3 separate regions of the Sus scrofa genome follow, and all the other regions are linked to region 1. The links are chromatin contacts, called in public Hi-C maps. All regions are on one chromosome and are shown on one strand. The core of a region is the stretch at or near the end of the contact, and the rest is flanking DNA. Distances in the headings are between cores, read along the strand shown. Region 1 overlaps KYNU (kynureninase). Region 2 has its middle 180 kb from the start of KYNU. Region 3 has its middle 210 kb from the start of KYNU.

What was found. Hi-C and Micro-C count contacts between places; a contact is called where the count stands out from the background.
Region 2: a contact with region 1 is called in a Hi-C map of liver, with 2.3 times the contacts expected there. The contact joins two enhancer-like sites. A contact is called at or near these places in 1 of 5 promoter capture datasets (liver) and 3 of 47 Hi-C or Micro-C datasets (liver and skeletal muscle).
Region 3: a contact with region 1 is called in a Hi-C map of liver, with 2.4 times the contacts expected there. The contact joins two enhancer-like sites. A contact is called at or near these places in 1 of 5 promoter capture datasets (liver) and 3 of 47 Hi-C or Micro-C datasets (liver and skeletal muscle).

What each region holds. Positions count from the first base shown.
Region 1 is chr15:8,897,229-8,899,983 of Sscrofa11.1, reverse strand. The region is part of intron 8 of KYNU (kynureninase); the gene reads left to right. Among named protein-coding and RNA genes, the nearest start is that of KYNU, 84 kb to the left of the region's middle. Within about 2 kb of position 1,378, at least 2 of the 83 cell types and tissues checked have an H3K27ac peak or open chromatin away from gene starts, as enhancers often do. A contact at or near this core is called in liver, where this site is marked.
Region 2 is chr15:9,160,992-9,163,691 of Sscrofa11.1, reverse strand. No RefSeq gene overlaps it. Among named protein-coding and RNA genes, the nearest start is that of KYNU, 180 kb to the right of the region's middle. Within about 2 kb of position 1,256, at least 9 of the 83 cell types and tissues checked have an H3K27ac peak or open chromatin away from gene starts, as enhancers often do. A contact at or near this core is called in liver, where this site is marked.
Region 3 is chr15:9,188,455-9,191,154 of Sscrofa11.1, reverse strand. No RefSeq gene overlaps it. Among named protein-coding and RNA genes, the nearest start is that of KYNU, 210 kb to the right of the region's middle. Within about 2 kb of position 1,319, at least 10 of the 83 cell types and tissues checked have an H3K27ac peak or open chromatin away from gene starts, as enhancers often do. A contact at or near this core is called in liver, where this site is marked.

The DNA of each region.
Region 1 (2,755 bases), core at 129-2,628:
TGCTGTGTAGCACTGGGAACTATGTCTAGTCACTTATGATGGAGCATGACAATGTGAGAAAAAAGAATGTATACATGTATGTGTTGCTGGGTCACCATGCTGTACCGTAGAAAAAAAATGTATTGGGGAAATAATTTTTTAAAAAGCCATTGTGTTATAATGTGAATATATAAAGTTATCAGGACTGCAGTGCTACAAGGGAAAAAATTAAGCTGTAATATTCCATGTTTCATTTTAATTAACAAAAGATGAACTAAATTTGAGAGATAGTGAGCTAGCGCTTCACCTGAAAAGCTCAGCACAGCCCTATGTATACTATTATTCCACTGGTTAGAAACATTTTCAGTATTGTGCTAGGGCATATGGCAAAGACAAAAACACAGGGCATTCCTTGTTTTATTGAAAGGGATTTTAAATATATTTTAAACTATTATTGACTGTTCAAGGAACATCATTTCAAAAGATGCCAAGTCTGAATAAACTGTTTATGCAATAATGCAACAGAAATAAAGGATCTCAAATAATACTCTTTCACCATTTAACTTCAGTTTACAGAGTATTTATTGACAATTGCATGACTTCATTATTTGTTCATTCATTCATTTATTCAACATTGAGTTCATATTATGTAATAGTAGAGGACAGTAAACTGAAACATTGCTACAGGAAATTTATGCAACCAGGGCTATAAGGTGAGAAAGAAAACAGAGAGTTTGGAATCTTCCCAAGGAAGTAATCTTGTGATCAAAATATGAGCTACCAGGCAAATGAGGTTTATGTAAATAGAGGAGTTGGGTGTAGGGCACCTGAGACAGGAAAGCCATAAAGAACTAGATCATAAAGGTGTGTAAAAGTCATGCCTAGGAAAATTAGTTACATTCTGAAGTTAATGGAAGGATCTTTGAAGGGGCACAGTTTATAATCAAATGTACGATTTAGAAAGTTCATTGGAAGAAGGTAGGCTAGAAGTAGTCAGAAAGGTTGGAAAACTGCTGCCATAGTTTGGGGATTGAGTATAAGAGGTGGGTGACAAGGTGCTATGCTTGTATGTAGTTTTATCAATAAAAGCGTTCAAAACTGTGGTTAATTTTAATAAAAATCTGTTCAAAAATATTTTACTTCTATTTTTTAAATTGCATAAAGTGTGCACTCAAGCATGCAGTTTATGTTTTCACATACTCATACTGTTTTACCTATTTTTATTGGTAAAATAATGAAAAAACTGATGGCTATACAGAGGTTTTGGAGAACTAATAGTTTTGGGTTTTTTTAAATGATTTTTGTTTTTTCCATTATAGTGAGTTTACAATGTCCTGTCAATTTCTACTGTACAGCAAAGTGACACAGATACACACACACACACAATTGTTTTGTTTTTAAGATGCTGCCATCTAGTGAAACTTTTATAAAATCACTTTGTGATCTCATTCAAGTTTGTATCTTAAGGTCATTTTCTCAAAACAGTTACATTTTAATAATTTATGTTCTCTGCCATCCATGCGGAAAAAATTGTACCTCCATTAAAACGTATTGTTTGAGCCGCAGGTGATTTTTTCATATGGTGCCACAGATGTGACCACAGGGCTTTTAATAACAGGATGAAGTAAGTGAAGTTTCATGGTTTCTTCATTGTGCCATTCTTTATAAATAACTGATGATAAAATAAAAGTGTGGCCTTTTTAGTCCTTGAGTTTTCTAAGAAAAGTTAAGTTGTAAAAACCTGCCTATAAAAAGTTAACTTGTAAATATCTCGTGGTTAAAAAAATCACTTTAAATAGAAGTGTTGGTGAGAAAAAACAGAATTTTAAGTTCAGAACCATTTTCCCCAAAACTTAGTTTCAGTATTAAAAGTGCATCTTAAAATTCAATTTGTGTGTGTATCTGTATATATTTACTGAACCTAAATATTAGTTTGCATACCTAGGTTTTAATAACCTCTAAATCTTGATAGAGATTAATTGTATTTTCCTTCCAGTTGCTCCAAAAACTTACATAGCATAAAGGATCTATCATAATTTTTACAAAATGTGTTGCTCATTTTTTGTGTTTGAGAAACAAAACACCTGTAAGCACCTTTTATTTTATCAAATTCTAATTGTGACCACATTAAAATGAGTAAGGTTTCTAATTAACCGAGTCTCCAATATATTGTTTCTGCTATGGTAATCAATGCTATAGGTTAGAGGTCAGACAGTGTTTTTCGTAATGGGAAAATTAGTAAATACTTTAGACTTTTTCATTTATGTGATCTCTGTTGCAATGATTCACTTGTGCTTGCCAAAGCAGCCACAGACACTATTTAAACAAATAAGACTGGATGAAACTGGTTGTGATCAAGTATAACTTCAATCATTAAAAACAGGTCATAGTTCACACCCTCTATTCTCAGGAAAATACCTGTAATAGCTGTTGGGATTATTTATTCTTAAGAGGTGTTAGAGCAATATAAAATTGGTCCCTCTGAAATCATTTACCTCAAAAACCTCAATCTATAGATGTATTTCTTCAAAGTTGCAGGATGTCTTCAGTTTTTAGAATGTGATTATGTATGCTCTTAATAAGCTAACAACAGAATTCAGAAGACATGTGCAAAGTGAACTATCATTTAATGATCATTTTTTTAAAAATTCATGTTCATGTATAGTTATCTTAACACATCTTATAGAGAAAGAATCCCTATCGTCTCTAGCTTAATGTTTTCACATTTTGATATGCAGAAAGATATATGGGCTTGATGGTAAGCCATTAAATTAGA
Region 2 (2,700 bases), core at 7-2,506, 260 kb before region 1:
CCAGAGAAATATGGTCTGTTTGTCTATTAAGTGTAGAAGATATGGCATGATTTGGCTCTTGAATTCCTCCCTAATTTCACTTCTTACCAAACATTCCTTGTATTGCCATGTATAACTGCGTGCATTTCTCAAAATTCACTATATTTTCAAAGGTGTCATTTTTTATCATGTCTACTTGGACTGTATCACTTCTAATATTGCCATTAATGTGTGTGAAATATACATGTTTATATGTATGTATATGAAATAGACACAAACATATATATATAATAATTGTAGCAGGTTAGTGTCTCCCCAAAATTTATGCCCCCTGGAACCTTAGAATGTGATTATATTTAGAAACAGGGTCTTTGCAAATGTGATTAATTAAAAATGAGGTCATACTTCACTAGGATGGACCGTAAATCCAATGTGTAGTGCCCTTATAATAGGACAGAAGATGGACAGACGCAGTGGGAAGAAATACATGTTAAGATGAGTACAAATTTCTTACGAGCCAGACATTCCAGATTTTCTTCCTAACAGCCCAAATTCCTAAATCCAATGTCTAATCATCTCATATGTAATGCCTAGGGTACAGATTCCTTATATTTCTCTGTGTAAATCATAAAGCAATTCCATCCTGGGTGTTCCCACATGGAATGTATTTTAAAAATGTATTTTAAAATGATCTGTAATTCTCTGAGATAACCTACTTTTCAAATTCACCTTTCTTTCCAGGGTATTTTATTCTTTTTCCTCCCTCCTCAAATAACCTTGCAGTCAAAACAACTGTATTAAATTTTAACCATTAACACTGTGCTATTCTACATGTTAAAGGCTACATGTTAAATTTTAACCATAAACACTGTGCTATTCTACATGTAACTTAGTGGGGCCCTGTGGGGCTCCTGGGAACAAAAAGACTTGCAGTGTTCCCTATTTCTTATTTTCAGGAAATGCACCTCATTCAGTCTCCATGACCTTCTCTGAGTTCCAAGGGGCAGGTTCAGACAGTCACTGATCAGGAAAGGAAGGGGATACAAAGACAAGGTAGGAATAGTCAAGAAACAATAAATAGTACAGCCTTGGAACAGGATCTTGGTTCTCTCTCAAGTGATGCAAACACATAATAATGTAGACATCTTAAACACCTAAAAATTATATTCCTTATGCTTCTTTTAGAAATGAATATTTTAACCTTGAACAGCTTAGGGTCCTTCCTTGTGCTTCTCCCTGGCTTAATTACACCCTAAACATAATTACCCATAAGTTAAAGATTAGGCAGCTGAGCACAGTTGCCTGTGGGTTAAAGATTATTAGCACATGATGTTTTTCAGGAACTTTCCTAGTTTGTTCTAATCTCCAGTCAATACACCTTTTTCACAAATACTGTTATTCTAGGCAATAACCCAAAAGATCACCATCGTGATCATGCCAAGATCTCCCAGTGCCAGCTTTGATGACGAAAGCTCCCCCAAAGAAAGAAGAATGCATGTTTGCCCCAATCTGTGTTCCTATCTGAGAGCCTATTTTTCTCCCCTTTACCATAAAACTCCCTGTAATTCTTTCCAATGGAGGCTACAGTTTTTAAGGCATTAGCCTTCTGTGGCCTCCTTTGCCTGGCAAAGCAATAAAAGCTATTTTTTCTCCCTCACCCAAAACTCTGTCTTCTATTCAGCACCGGTGGATAGAGGCCGAGTTCTGACAACAAAGGTAGCCAATGAAAGAAGCAGAAAATAACAAAAGAGGAAGAAAAAGGGGACATGATTGAAAACTGGAGATTTTGATGAAATCATTGCTAAAAAGTTGCAATTTTGAAGACTACCCTCTTAATTATCAACATGGTAGGACGAATAACAAATAACAAGAATGGAAGTATTGAGGAAGCAAGTAAGCTCAGAGAAAGGCTCACTAATGGCTGCAGCAGACTTCAACTTTGCTAATGGCAATTTTGATATTTGGACCAATCCTCCACCACTTTAGAAATTCTAAAAGGTAATACAAAATATAAAGATGATCAAACACTAAATAGCTAATAAGGTAGTAGGGAATTAGACATCTTGAAACTCAAAAGAGAGGCAAAAATCACAGAAGTTAGCCCAACATTTAGGGCTGATAATAGCTAATTTTCTAGTTGATAAGAAAGTGTAGAGGTTGGTCTTTATCATTATTAATCCAAATACTGGAGCTGTCACCTCTTAAGAGACTTTGCTTCCAATAAATACTCAGGCTATGGAAAAAATGATGCTGACCAGAAGTCTTTCCTATGAACTTGGACGTGGTAAAAATGTAGCTTTAACTCTGAAAATAGTATATGACCCCCATTATTAATATTTTTTAATAGATATCTTCACAATACAATTTCTTTCTACAGTACAGCATGGTGACCTAGTTACATATACATGTACACATTCTATTTTCACACATTATCATGCTCCATCATAACTGACTAGACATAGTTCCCAGTGCTACACAGCAGGATCTCATTGTTAATTCATTCCAAAGGCAATAGTTTGTATCCATTAACCCCAAGCTCCCAATCCACCCCACTCCCTCCTCCTCCCCCTTGGCAACCACAAGTCTATTCTCCAAGTCCATGATTTTCTTTTGTGTGAAAGGTTCATTTGTGCCATATATTAGATCCAGATATAAGTGTTATCAGATGGTATTTGTCTTTCACTTTCTGACTTACTTCACTCAGATTGAGAGTCTCTAGTT
Region 3 (2,700 bases), core at 70-2,569, 290 kb before region 1:
TTCTTATTTTCTAACCCTCTGATAAATAGACTTTACACAAAAAGTGAGACATTTGTAAGCTGATGAACCATTTATCAGTTCATGAGGTATGAATATGCAGTGAAATTGTCAACTAAAAGATATTAATAACTTGCAATTTTGCAATGATGTATTACATTTCTTAAACCCAGCAGTAACAGAGCTTGAACATTCTGAATTGATTTTATATTATAAAATTTATCAGAATAAAACCAAAATTTCTGGATATTGGAGTGAAAATATCAAACTTATGCATTTCTCCCTCTGTAGTCTTATCCCCATATTTAATTTTGAGAATTATGTCTTGATTCAATTTTATGTTTCTCTCAAATTACATAACATAAAATTATGAGTCTTTCTGAATTTTTAGCTAGCATATGTGAATAATATACAATTATTCTGTTTATAAAAATATAAGAAATCAGAATTGTAGAGTTGTTAACAGCAGACTATACACTCTCCAACCAAATTTTAGAAACTATATTTGAGACAAAACTTTGTTCCTAATTGTAGAGGTTAATTTTTTTTTTTTGTCTTTTTGCCATTTCTTGGCCCGCTCCCGCGGCATATGGAGGTTCCCAGGCTAGGGGTCGAATCAGAGCTGTAGCCACCGGCCTACGCCACAGCCACAGCAATGCGGGGATGTGAGCCGCGTGTGCAAGCTATAGCACAGCTCACGGCAATGCCAGATCCCTAAACCACTGAGCAAGGCGAGGGATCGAACCCGCAACCTCATGGTTTCTAGTCGGATTCGTTAACCACTGAGCCACGACGGGAACTCATGCAGAGGTTAAATTCTTTATTATTGCTTGCCAAATACAGCAACTCCTCTAAATCTGAGAGGATTCATTGTTACTTTACATAGTGGTGAAAGGAAAAACACAAATCTGAGATTAAAGATCAAACTGATATTGACTGTAAGGCACATTCTGATTTTGGAGATATTATAATATATAAATAAATGGGCCTTAGACTGATGAAATAAACTACATCATACATGTTTTCCTTCCTCTTGGCATTATTTCCAGAAGTGAGAGGGGCTTAAAAATTGAGTCCACTGCTACTAGAACATGTATTCTTTCAAAAACTTTTTATTAGAACAAACATCAAACTCAACAATTTAGACTTTTTAGATCAATTCATTTTTTTATTTTGGTTAAAATCAATATTAACTACTAAAATGTTTTGTTAAAAAGAGTTAATGTTTTACCATAATAGTTAAACAACAGTTAGAACCTTGGAGTAAGTCATAGGTCTAAATAAGGAAGATCTTGATTAATGTTTAACAATGTTTCTCCACTGCCTACAGGAGAAAGAACAAACCTTCAGCAAAAACCTAAGGCAGAGTCAAGCTTCTACCTCCTCTTTAACATTTCATCTGGGTTTTCTCTTTTAACCCTCTATCAGCTCTGTACACAGTGTAATAATAGTCAGTGTCCTCAAGCTGATTCCTACTTCTGTGGTTTCATAGATGCTCTTCCCATGGTAGACTCCAGAGAATATTCTTTCTCATCCTTCAATTTCTTCTCAAAGTGGTTTTTCCACTCTGAAGACTTTACTAACCTACTTACTAAAAAAACTTGCAGTTAGTCACCAGTGTTTCTAGCACCTATTTGATAGAATTACAGTGTGTTAGTGAGTGAGTGTGTGTGTGTGTCCCCTTTCTTAAAGGGAAAGATTATCTCTTTCATCACTGTTTCCTCCATTAAAATCATAATTGCAGTGCTGTGCACAAAATTGTCACTCAATAAAATGTTATTGAGTTAATAATGTAGTTAAATGGAATCTACTGAAACATTTCTACTTCAGTCATACAAATTTGGCTAAAATTCTTTCTACAATGATTTTTCATTGTCTTTATTGTAAAAACAAAACATGAGCTTTCCTTTTTTTTTCTATTCGGGAAGGGACATTAGTGATCCTTTTCTAAAGTAAGAGTGAGATTCTTGTTTAGGAATTAACTTTTTGAAAGGAAAATTAAATTTTGTTGTTGTTGTTCTTGAATTTCCTATCTTTAAATAGTATCTATGGTACAGAAAGAACTTGTTTTTAGGAGGATTTTTAAGTGAAATAAGGGGCAGAAAACTCTGTGAAATATCTTGACAAATATTCCTCCTTTAGGACCTAAGTTAGAATAGCTCCCCAAAATTTATCTGAGTGAGTTTATTAGAATTCCGATTTCACTTTCTCTTCCTTTTTTAAAATGGATATGCAGATAACACAGGAAGCCAGGTAGGGCCCTCCATTCAAAACAAATGTTACTATTCACATTTGCTCTAACTACTATTAGATTTGGCTTGATTGCTTTCCAGTGGTGAATACATTTCTTTAACTAACACTCCTGACAAAACATACATCTTCAGCCAATGTAAAAAAGTCACCAACAATTTCTCCATAGCAACTCTCTCTCTCATACTCTATCCCTACCACAAAGAAAATAAGACTTTAAAAGTACTTTTACTTCTTTATATCCCTACAAAGAAAGGAAAATATGGAAGGTACTTTATTTCCTCTTCTACTCAATTCCCATTAAACAGGTTTTACTATGATTTTTTTAGTACTTTTACTTCCTTTATAGCAGTTTGTATCTTCAACTTTAAGGAGCTTTAATTATGACTGGCTATACGTAGTTACCATTCTTATCTTTTCATCAATGTATTTGTCTCCTCTTCCTTCTGTTGA